2 separate regions of the Danio rerio genome follow, and region 1 is linked to region 2. The links are chromatin contacts, called in public HiChIP or PLAC-seq maps. All regions are on one chromosome and are shown on one strand. Each heading gives the region's core, a stretch centred on a gene start, on an enhancer-like site or on the middle of the called end of the contact. The rest is flanking DNA. Distances are from core to core; before and after follow the strand shown. Region 1 holds the start of ywhaqb (tyrosine 3-monooxygenase/tryptophan 5-monooxygenase activation protein, theta polypeptide b). Region 2 holds the start of grhl1 (grainyhead-like transcription factor 1).

Evidence for each region. HiChIP or PLAC-seq counts read pairs in DNA pulled down with a chosen protein or histone mark.
Region 1: a contact with region 2 is called in an H3K4me3 HiChIP or PLAC-seq map of gastrula embryo, with 2.6 times the contacts expected there. The contact joins the promoter of ywhaqb here to the promoter of grhl1 in region 2. A contact is called at or near these places in 2 of 18 Hi-C or Micro-C datasets (embryo and an unstated tissue) and 2 of 4 datasets of contacts at active chromatin or transcription factors (embryo and gastrula embryo).

The regions. Positions count from the first base shown.
Region 1 is chr17:34,202,491-34,207,159 of GRCz12tu, reverse strand. ywhaqb (tyrosine 3-monooxygenase/tryptophan 5-monooxygenase activation protein, theta polypeptide b) reads right to left here and starts at 2,108. Exons shown (of 6, transcript NM_201484.1): 1 at 2,047-2,108.
Region 2 is chr17:34,128,923-34,133,583 of GRCz12tu, reverse strand. It overlaps grhl1 (grainyhead-like transcription factor 1), which reads left to right and starts at 3,096. Exons shown (of 15, transcript NM_001305567.1): 1 at 3,096-3,250. The coding sequence starts at 3,231.

The DNA of each region.
Region 1 (4,669 bases), core at 859-3,358, 75 kb before region 2:
TAGTTATTTTTAGCTGTATGTACAAAAGACCTTGTTATTCTGCATGATATTCTAAAGTGGTGTTAATTATCAAATTATTTTAATGTACTGTCAGGATCAAGAACTTACTGGTTTGTAGCGCAAACAAATGTATTTGTTTTTTGTACTCTTGTGTTACATAAAGGAGTGCTGTCAGAAATGAAAGGCTCATTTCAGTAATTTAAGTTAATTTCAGTAATTAAATTTTTTTCAAGTTCTGAATAAAATAAAGTCCATTGTAAACAAATTTGTCAGTATAAACTGAACACGTGTCTCAAACCTTCTTATCTAGTTACTTATTAGAAACCTGTTTTTTTAAATACAGTGTTAAATATTTTTTGTCGTAAGATATATTGCACCAAAATATATAGCAATAAACTATTTTATTGTCATTATAAGACCATTTTTATGACACTCATTATAAAATGCCAGAATGACAATATAATATTATCAAATTCTTCCAAAGAATAATATTTGATTCTTAAGAATATTTAATCCTATTAGAGGCATTTTAATAATGTAATAAATAGACATTGGAATAAGATTGTGAAAAGTCAAATCCGACAAGAATAATAATAAATCCTAACAAAAAAGTGCAACGTAAAAACACGCTTTTTAACCATACTGACACCTCAAATAGAGATAGAGATGTTGCACAATCTGTAACAATGTTGCTAGAATTGGGTATGTATGGGCGATATATATTGCATCACCTAAAATTATTGAGGTCATGTCCATATGTTTTGCGATAAATCGATATATTGATTAATGTGACAGGGCTAGCCAAATGCCTTGAAAAACAACAACAACATGTGAATCTTAAGGAAATCTCCCATCTAGATATTTTTTTCTAGGTATTTAGCAATAATTAGCTTACTTCCGAGAAGCAAAAGGCGGTAGATGCCACATCAAAGCACACGCAAACATTGTTGCCATCAACTGTCGTAACGATGCAATCAGTAATGCATGAAGCAGATTTCAAATGACTCAAAAGATTCGAATCACTGAAATCAAGCTTTCTCCGTGAATCTTACATTTACATTACCTACACACATACTAGAAACACGGAGATCAGCTAAGACGAGTGGATGCGATTTAAATCCTAGCGAGCTGCCTGCCAAAACCGCATTTCCGACAGACACGCATTGCTGTCTAGGTAGCCAGCTCACTAGATTTGAAGACACGGACAGGGTGTGTATGAATGCAAGTGTGTGTGTGCAGCTTAACACATCTGTGTCAGTGTGATCCATACAGCCCAGCCCTGTTCACAAACACACACACAAACATGCGCACACACACACACACACACACACACACACACACATATATATATATATATATATATATATATATATATATATATATATATATATATATATATATATATATATATATATGCGTATTTTAATGTCAAAATAGGGGATTTTATTTATGTATATATGTAAACGTATAATTTTAATGTCAAAATAGGACATTTCAGTTTAGCACACCGATGAAAATCATACCGAGTCAATATGAATCAATGAAATCCAGCCTGATTTCCGTAGCAATGAGGTTTCTCGTTCTACAATGCGTTTTTTGCCAAACAAATGCGCACGTTAAGACTTAATATTAGTTTATAACACCAATACAACCCTATCTAAATCAACGTTTAACAAAATCGTATTGAAAAAGCATGTTTTAAAAAAACGTTTCGACGACCCGCCTTAAACAGCGATGGGTCTCATCTTGTCCAACACATATTATAATTTTAGCCAACACATATTAAGCAAATATGCATTCTAAGGACGCAAGTATCGCACACCAAATGGAAATACATGTTTACTACAATGTAATAAGCAAATCAACCATTTTTTTCCTGATCGATATGGACGCAGTTTGGCAGCCCCTCCTGCCTCTCAACCGACCAGCGCGGTTTTACCGATTACGCCGTCCAATGAAACGATATAAACCACACATAAGAACATAAGCTTAAATAATAAACACACATCATACTCTGTGGCTTAAACACATTAAATTGCACCTCACCTCGCAATCTATAGTTGGCTCCACCGGATTGATAGCCTTTGAGCTTGGATGGTTAGGAAAAAAAATGTAGTAGAGAAAGACAATCGAAAGTGTTACCACAGAACGTCGCTAATCCCGCCTGTCAGCCAATCAGAGGCTGCGTTTACCGCCTGTCACTCGTTGTTCTTTTCGCGATCGTCCAATAGCTGATTAGCGCGGGGAATGGAGGCGGGCCTGTGCCAATGCGTTCGGTTGCCCAGTAGACTCTGACTTGAAGCCACGGGGTTTCCTCCAATTAGAGCAAGGGGGATGACGTCACTATTGCTATGGTGATTCCCCCCTCCTCCTCCTGCTCATCCCAGCATCACCATCAGCATCATGATTGGGAAGTGGATGCAGCAGCAGCAGATCCAGCTTTCCTACCGAGACCCAAATACCAGCTCTCATTAATCAGATCGCTGAGATAATTGCTTTGCTTCTTCATTTAAAGGCTGGTTGACTTTCTACAGGATGTGTTTCATGTTTACGAGAATGTACTGTGTTCTGCTTGCTGATAAGATGATTCAAGCACAGATTTAAGGTTAAGTCTGAATTCTGAACAAACACACACATGCATACACGCGCACACACACGCACGCGCACACTGTACATACACCAGAGGCTGTTCTGCATTATGAATATATAAAGGACATAACAAGGTTGTCACTGCAACCTATTTAAGTGTGACTTTATTTGGAATGCAACAAGCAATAAGTATATTTTCTGAAATTATTAACCAGTAACTTCATATTACAATATAAATTATGCATGCGTATGGGCTTATTATTAAAATGCAAATTCATTAAGTGGCATCAGTTCACTAGAATGTGGCCAGTGACGCATTCATGTTGCTATGCAACAAAAATAACAGCCTGCTATAGAGTGTTAGTGCAGAGTGCTGCTTCTGAATGTATTTTTCCCATTCTGTTGTTTCCTTTTGTTAAAGCATTATAAGCACTGAACCAAATCAACAAGCTACAAAGAGAAGCACAACATTACGAACTTTGATATCAAGCAGAAAATCAGACCAATAAACTAATTATTTGCTTTAGTGGGGGAAAGAACTATAGTCTCATGAAGCATTTTGAATGACATAATTGCATTAGAAATATTAGAAATTAGTTGTGGCAAAACAAAATGTCAAGTTTCTCACAAATGTGCATTTTTGCATTATTTTTTTGTTATTATTGTATTTAGGCCAATTTGCGGTGCTTCGAGGGAATAAGAGGACCTAAAAAACTGTTTCTGCCCCTCTTTTTCTTATTTCTGTCTTTTTTCTTTTCTTTTTTATGTATTTAACCTATAGAAGAGTAACAAACAGGCTCTATTTCTGTTGTTAAACATATAAACACCAAGGCTAGGACCATCAAATAAATAAATATGAATAACTAAATAAATAAATAGGGCAGCATGGTGGCGCAATGGGTAGCACATTTGCCTTACAGCAAGAAGGTCGCTGGTTCAAGCCTCGGCTGGGTCAGTTGGCGTTTCTATGTGGATTTGCATGTTCTCCCTGTGTTCACATGGGTTTCTTCCGGGTGCTCTGGTTTTCCCCACAAGTCCAAAGACATAGGCTTTAGATGAATTTGGTAAGCTAAATTGACTAGTTTATGAGTGTGAATGAAATTGCGTGGGTGCTTTCCAGTGATGGGTTTCAGCTAGAAGGGCACCTGCTGCGTAAAACATATGCTGGATAAGTTGGCGGTTCATTCCGCTGTGGCGACCCCTGATTAATAAAGGGTCTAAGCTGAAAAGAAAATGAACGAATGAATATATGAATAAATAAATATGAATAAACAAATATATATAAAGAAATATATAAATATAAATAAGCACATATGAATAAATAAATAAATATGAACAAATAAATATGAAAAAATAAATAAATTAATTAATTAATTTCAGGAGGTTTAATATTATTCTGTTGTCAGTCTTCTAAGGCAGTCTTCTATTTTCAAATAATTGTAAAAATTAAACCATTTTATTTTTTTAAATGTTTTTACATCAAAATTCATCCTCTTTGTTTACATACATGCTCAAAATTCAAGAAGTTTTTTATTTTAATAAAAAAAAAATTGTGAATCATTTGAATATTAAACAAAGATCTTTTCATACTGATCTTTAATCTTAGATTAGTAATGCGCTTGGCTAAGAAACTGCCAAATTTCGACAACTTTAAAGTCAATTTTCTCAGTAGTTAGACAGGTAGAGTCCTCAGATTCCAGTATATTAAACAGTTTTCATTCATTCATTCATTCATTCATTCATTCATTTCCTTCACCTTAGTTCCTTTAATAATCAGGAGTCGCCACAGTGAAATGAACCACCAACTTATCCAGCATATGTTTTACACAGCGGATACCCTGGAGCTGCAACCCTGCACTTGGGAAACATCCATACACACTCACATTTACACACATATTGTACAATAACTTCAAGCATTTCTCTATATTATAATACACGTCTATAATTGGTAAAGAACTGCATTATTCAGCCTGACCATCCCTAGAGAAGACTGAGAGCTTCAATAGACAATAGAGATTTCTTCACTTTGTTGAAGCATGTTTTGCTCTCCACACTCAATTTCCTGTGAGGTAAAAGTGCA
Region 2 (4,661 bases), core at 1,847-4,346:
AAATAAACATATTTTAGAGTTAACTTGATGTAATTTGTGTAACTCTTCAAATGGTTTAATTTACTAAAAGTTTTTTTTTTTTATATCCGCGTCAAAAAGGTTTATCCAGGAGATGCAAAATGTACTAGCAATTCTATAATTGCTCATACACTGTTGAAAATATTGGCAGAAGTCAAATTCATGACAAATTCATTATTATATTTAAGCGTTCAGGTTTTATAGGTTTAATATGTAAATTAATTGAATTGTTTTCGCCATTTTAATGTTTTCCCAGTTTTGGAAACCCTGTGAAATAATGTTAAATGCCTTTTATAATATTTAACTAAACAAATATGTTTTTATTTCATTCCATTTTTTATTAAACATCTATAACCCCAGTGAAATCCATGTTAGTCACAAGTAATCTAAAAGTAATCCAAAAAAGTAATACCTACAATGATTAATTACATAACTGACTACCATTTTCATCATAATTTGTAGCAATAGGCTACAACTGATAAATAAGCAACCCAGCAAACGTGATTACTTTATATATTCTGTACACAAAAGTGATTGCAATTAGAACACACCGCCTTCAAACATATATTGTAGCAACAGCTAAACTAAATTTACCAGCAATAACCAATCCACATGCATATGGATAATGAGTTCCTGCTGTCAGCACACATTCAAAGCCATGACAGCAAATATAAACAGTGTGCCTGTTCAAGCAGAGGTCTCAGCATTAGGGTAAATAAACAGTGCTGCAGGACTCAGAACAGTTTAAACCGAAAACTCACTGATAGCATCTAAAGCCTTCTCCCGCTAAGGAGAGCTGCTGTTTATTTTCTCATCCCTGTAAGTTTTTAGGCATTATCTCCACTTAACACACTCATCCACTATAAGAAACACTCTCTAAGCTCTTAAAGAGATATTAGCTATCCATTTAAGTGAAAGAATATCATAGTAGAAACTGAATGGAGTTTGAGTATCATGAATTTGGCTTATTTGCATGATAATAAAACAAGTAAGTGTGTTGGAGTTTGGGAACTACAAGCAAGATGTAAATCTTAGTTTTGTAGCCTAATCAATTCAAATGACATGCAAATAAACACAAGTGATTAGCTTGTAAACAACAACAACAAGCACCTTATTCTAAAGATGACTGTTTTCCCATTTGGTTTTGCTGCATTTCGCATTTCTGTTGATATATGAAGTGATATATGCATATTATATAGTTTCTTGTCAAGACAAGTTCAGGTTTAGAAATTATTATTATTATTATTTATTATTACTTATTATTTAATTGACTGAATAATTTTGTATAATTCTTTATGATTATATCATGCAAAACAAAACAGCTATATAAATATATATTGTTATTAAAGCCATTTTGTTCAGTTAAGAAGAACTAGCGTTGGGTTTTGGTTTGGTGTGGGTGTTAACAGCGCTTTGAATTGGGCCTGTCCTAATATGCTAAATGAATGCTGTATTGGCAACACCTAATATTGTTATGCACACAAATCAGCAGAAACTGAAGACATGGAAATGCATGTGAATTACAACATGAAAACTAAATTTACAGCCAAGCAAGAGATGTCATTGTTCATATTCATCTCTGGGATACACAATGAATGTTCAATTCTAATGATATCTCATCCTTTAGTGTAGTATGTTGAACATCACCAGCATTTTCAGGAACAGTTTAAACTTGTGTAATTTATAATGAGATGATATGTGTTTTTTTAATACAAATGCTGTCTTCATGCAGATTTTTTTCTATACTGTAAAGTGATTTAAACTTGTTTTATTTGATGTCTTGTTTAGTACCTGATAAAAGTTTGGGAAAAATTGGGAATATGTTTAAAACATTTATTAATTTGTATAATCCAAAGCTGCATTTTCTATATCATCACTCCACAGTTCAGAGTCAAATAATACTTCAGAATTTCAAATATACTGATTTAATTCTGTGTTGTGGTTAATCATTATCGTTTCTCAATATTCAATGCTGATTATTATATTATTATTAATGTAAAAATATATAAATATCGATTTTCAGGATTCTTTGATAAACAGAAGCTAAAAAGGCAGCATTAAAAATAGCTTATTATTTATTTTAGAATATTATAAATGTTTTTGTCACCTTTGATCAATTTAATGTGTCATTAATAAGTATGAATATTTTAAATAAATATTATCCCTTGTATTAACACATCTTTTATTAAGACTTTTATCTTTGTACTTTTGGTGGTATTATATTCACAGTTTCCATAAAAATACATGCAATAAACAACACAACTGTTTTCAACATGAATAAGAATACATGAAATAAATAAATAAATATTAAATATTTTAAATACTAAAATAAATTAAATTAAATAAATGTTTCTTGAGCATCAAATCAGCATATTAGAATGATTTCTGCACTGTAAAAAATTATATAATCAATTAGTCCTGAGCGCATATGTTTTTAGGTCATTGTAACTTTTTAAACAAAGTTAATCGTGTTCTAACTTAATTTGATAAGTTACACAAGCTGTTTTTAAGTCAGTTAACCTTAACATAAGTTCAAGGGACTCATAAGGTTATTTTGATTCAGCTTAAAAATTTAAGACAACCAGGAATTTTTCTACAGTGTGCAAGATCACGTGACAATAAAAATGTGAATAATGACATAAATAAATGCAATATTTAAAAAAAAAAACTATTTAAAAGGTAAATAATAATTCTCAGTATTACAGTTTTTCTTATTATTATTTTAAATCAAATACATCCAGCCTTGGTACGCAAAGAACACTAACATTACAAAATCATAATATTTTCAAACATCTTCAGTAGCCCAAATCTAAATCAGATTTGTTTGGAAAATAAAAATACTATATAGAAATATAGACAATTAAAAGCTTAAATAACCAAAATGTTCCAATGCAAATCTAAATTTAAAAACCGTATTTACACCGTGCAGTTAATTTCCCCAGATTTGATGCAACCTTAAACATGCACAAACCATAAACAGATGAGCGTCTTTGAATATTAAGCTCCTCCTCTTAGGTGTAATCCAATCCAGAGCCCTGTCACAGGTAAAACCGGCCCCAATTTCTCAGTATATCCAAAAAAGCGAGAAAAGCCAACAAAACCCGTTCTCGTACAACGCAGCCCTCATCCCATCCTGAAAACGTTGCTCCATACAAGAAGAAGAAGGATCGGATTTACAGTACCAACTAGAAAGTCCAGTTCGACCATAAGAGATGTCACAGGAGCATGAAAAGTAAGTTCACCACTGTTGGTCCATAGTTAACCGAGGGAAGATCGACACAAACGGATCTCATGATTCATACACTGTTTACTGCTTAATTCTGCTTTTATTTGCTGAAGCTGACTGAGATTAGTTTAGCAATTGTGGAAGGCATTGGCTTGCCGTGAGGAGTCAGACTGTCAGCGAGAGCTGATTCCGCTACACAGTTGTGCTGTTCGGTTTCTTCAGTTCACCTGTCATGTTCAGACCTGCTACGGTCGCAGGTGTATCTGCACCTGCTGCGGGAGTTATGAGCGCTGCGCTGAGTTTGTCAGACTTGCGTGATACTTGATTTGTTTTGAATGTTTGTTTATCTGTTTTGGAGTGAAATCGTATTTGAGGCAAAATGGGAATTGCAGGACTTTCTTTTAGTAAGTGTTTGTTATAAGCTTGTGCAACTAGTATCTGTGTTTTTGTAAAGGTAATAGTATATGATGTGGGAGTAAGTGATATTATTAGTATTGTACAGTATGTTAAATCTGCGATATTTGAATTATTATTTGTTCATTTGTTTTTGATGGATCCTCAACAGACATTGTTAACTGTAAGTAACTGTCAATAAGAATTCTCTCATTAAAGTACTTATATTTACTTACAGTCAGCTGAATGTCAGTTGAGAGACATTCAAAATAAAAGTGTTGGCAGGTATTACTGTAAACAGACAGACTACTAACACTCGCATGTAGTTAGGTATAATCAACAAAATGTCTAAAGGGATCATCAAAATATTATTTTAGGTTAAATTTGGCTAAAGTTTTGTAAAAGGAGCTGATTGAAACCACACACCTGCTTTCTAGGCGTTGGCAATTCCTACTCAGGAATGGTGTTTAAGGCTTTTGTGCATTGTTTAAAACATGCAAATCCACACAGAATCGCTCTGGATTTTTTAGGAAACGTTCCGGCTTCTTTTGTTTCGTAGAAGTGGTCATTGTGTGTACACTAAATATTTTCCAGTTGCTGAGCTTTTCCACTCAAACAAACGTTTGTTGATGACAATCACCATAGCATATATGCAACTAGAGACTGTGTATCTGTGGCTCCTAATGCAAAAACTCAAAACTCTTCTTAGTTAGTGTTTGGAGTTTGCTGGATGGGGTCGCAAACGCATCATTAGTGATTTCACGCTTGGTTGCCTCTTTTGTTTTAGAAGTGGGATTGCGTGTCCACAAGGTTTTTATTGTCCCAGGATAACGGATCTATCGGGTTGCGAAGTTAAAATCAAACAGGGAGAAAGAATGGCACAATTAGTTATCAAATTACTCGTAATCCGTTTGCGTACACCAACTTGGACGCAAGTTTTGTCATAGCAACTCTATATGGATCGAGTCTATTATTAAAGGGGACAACAGAAACTAACCATCATCACCCTCCCCCCCCAAAAAAG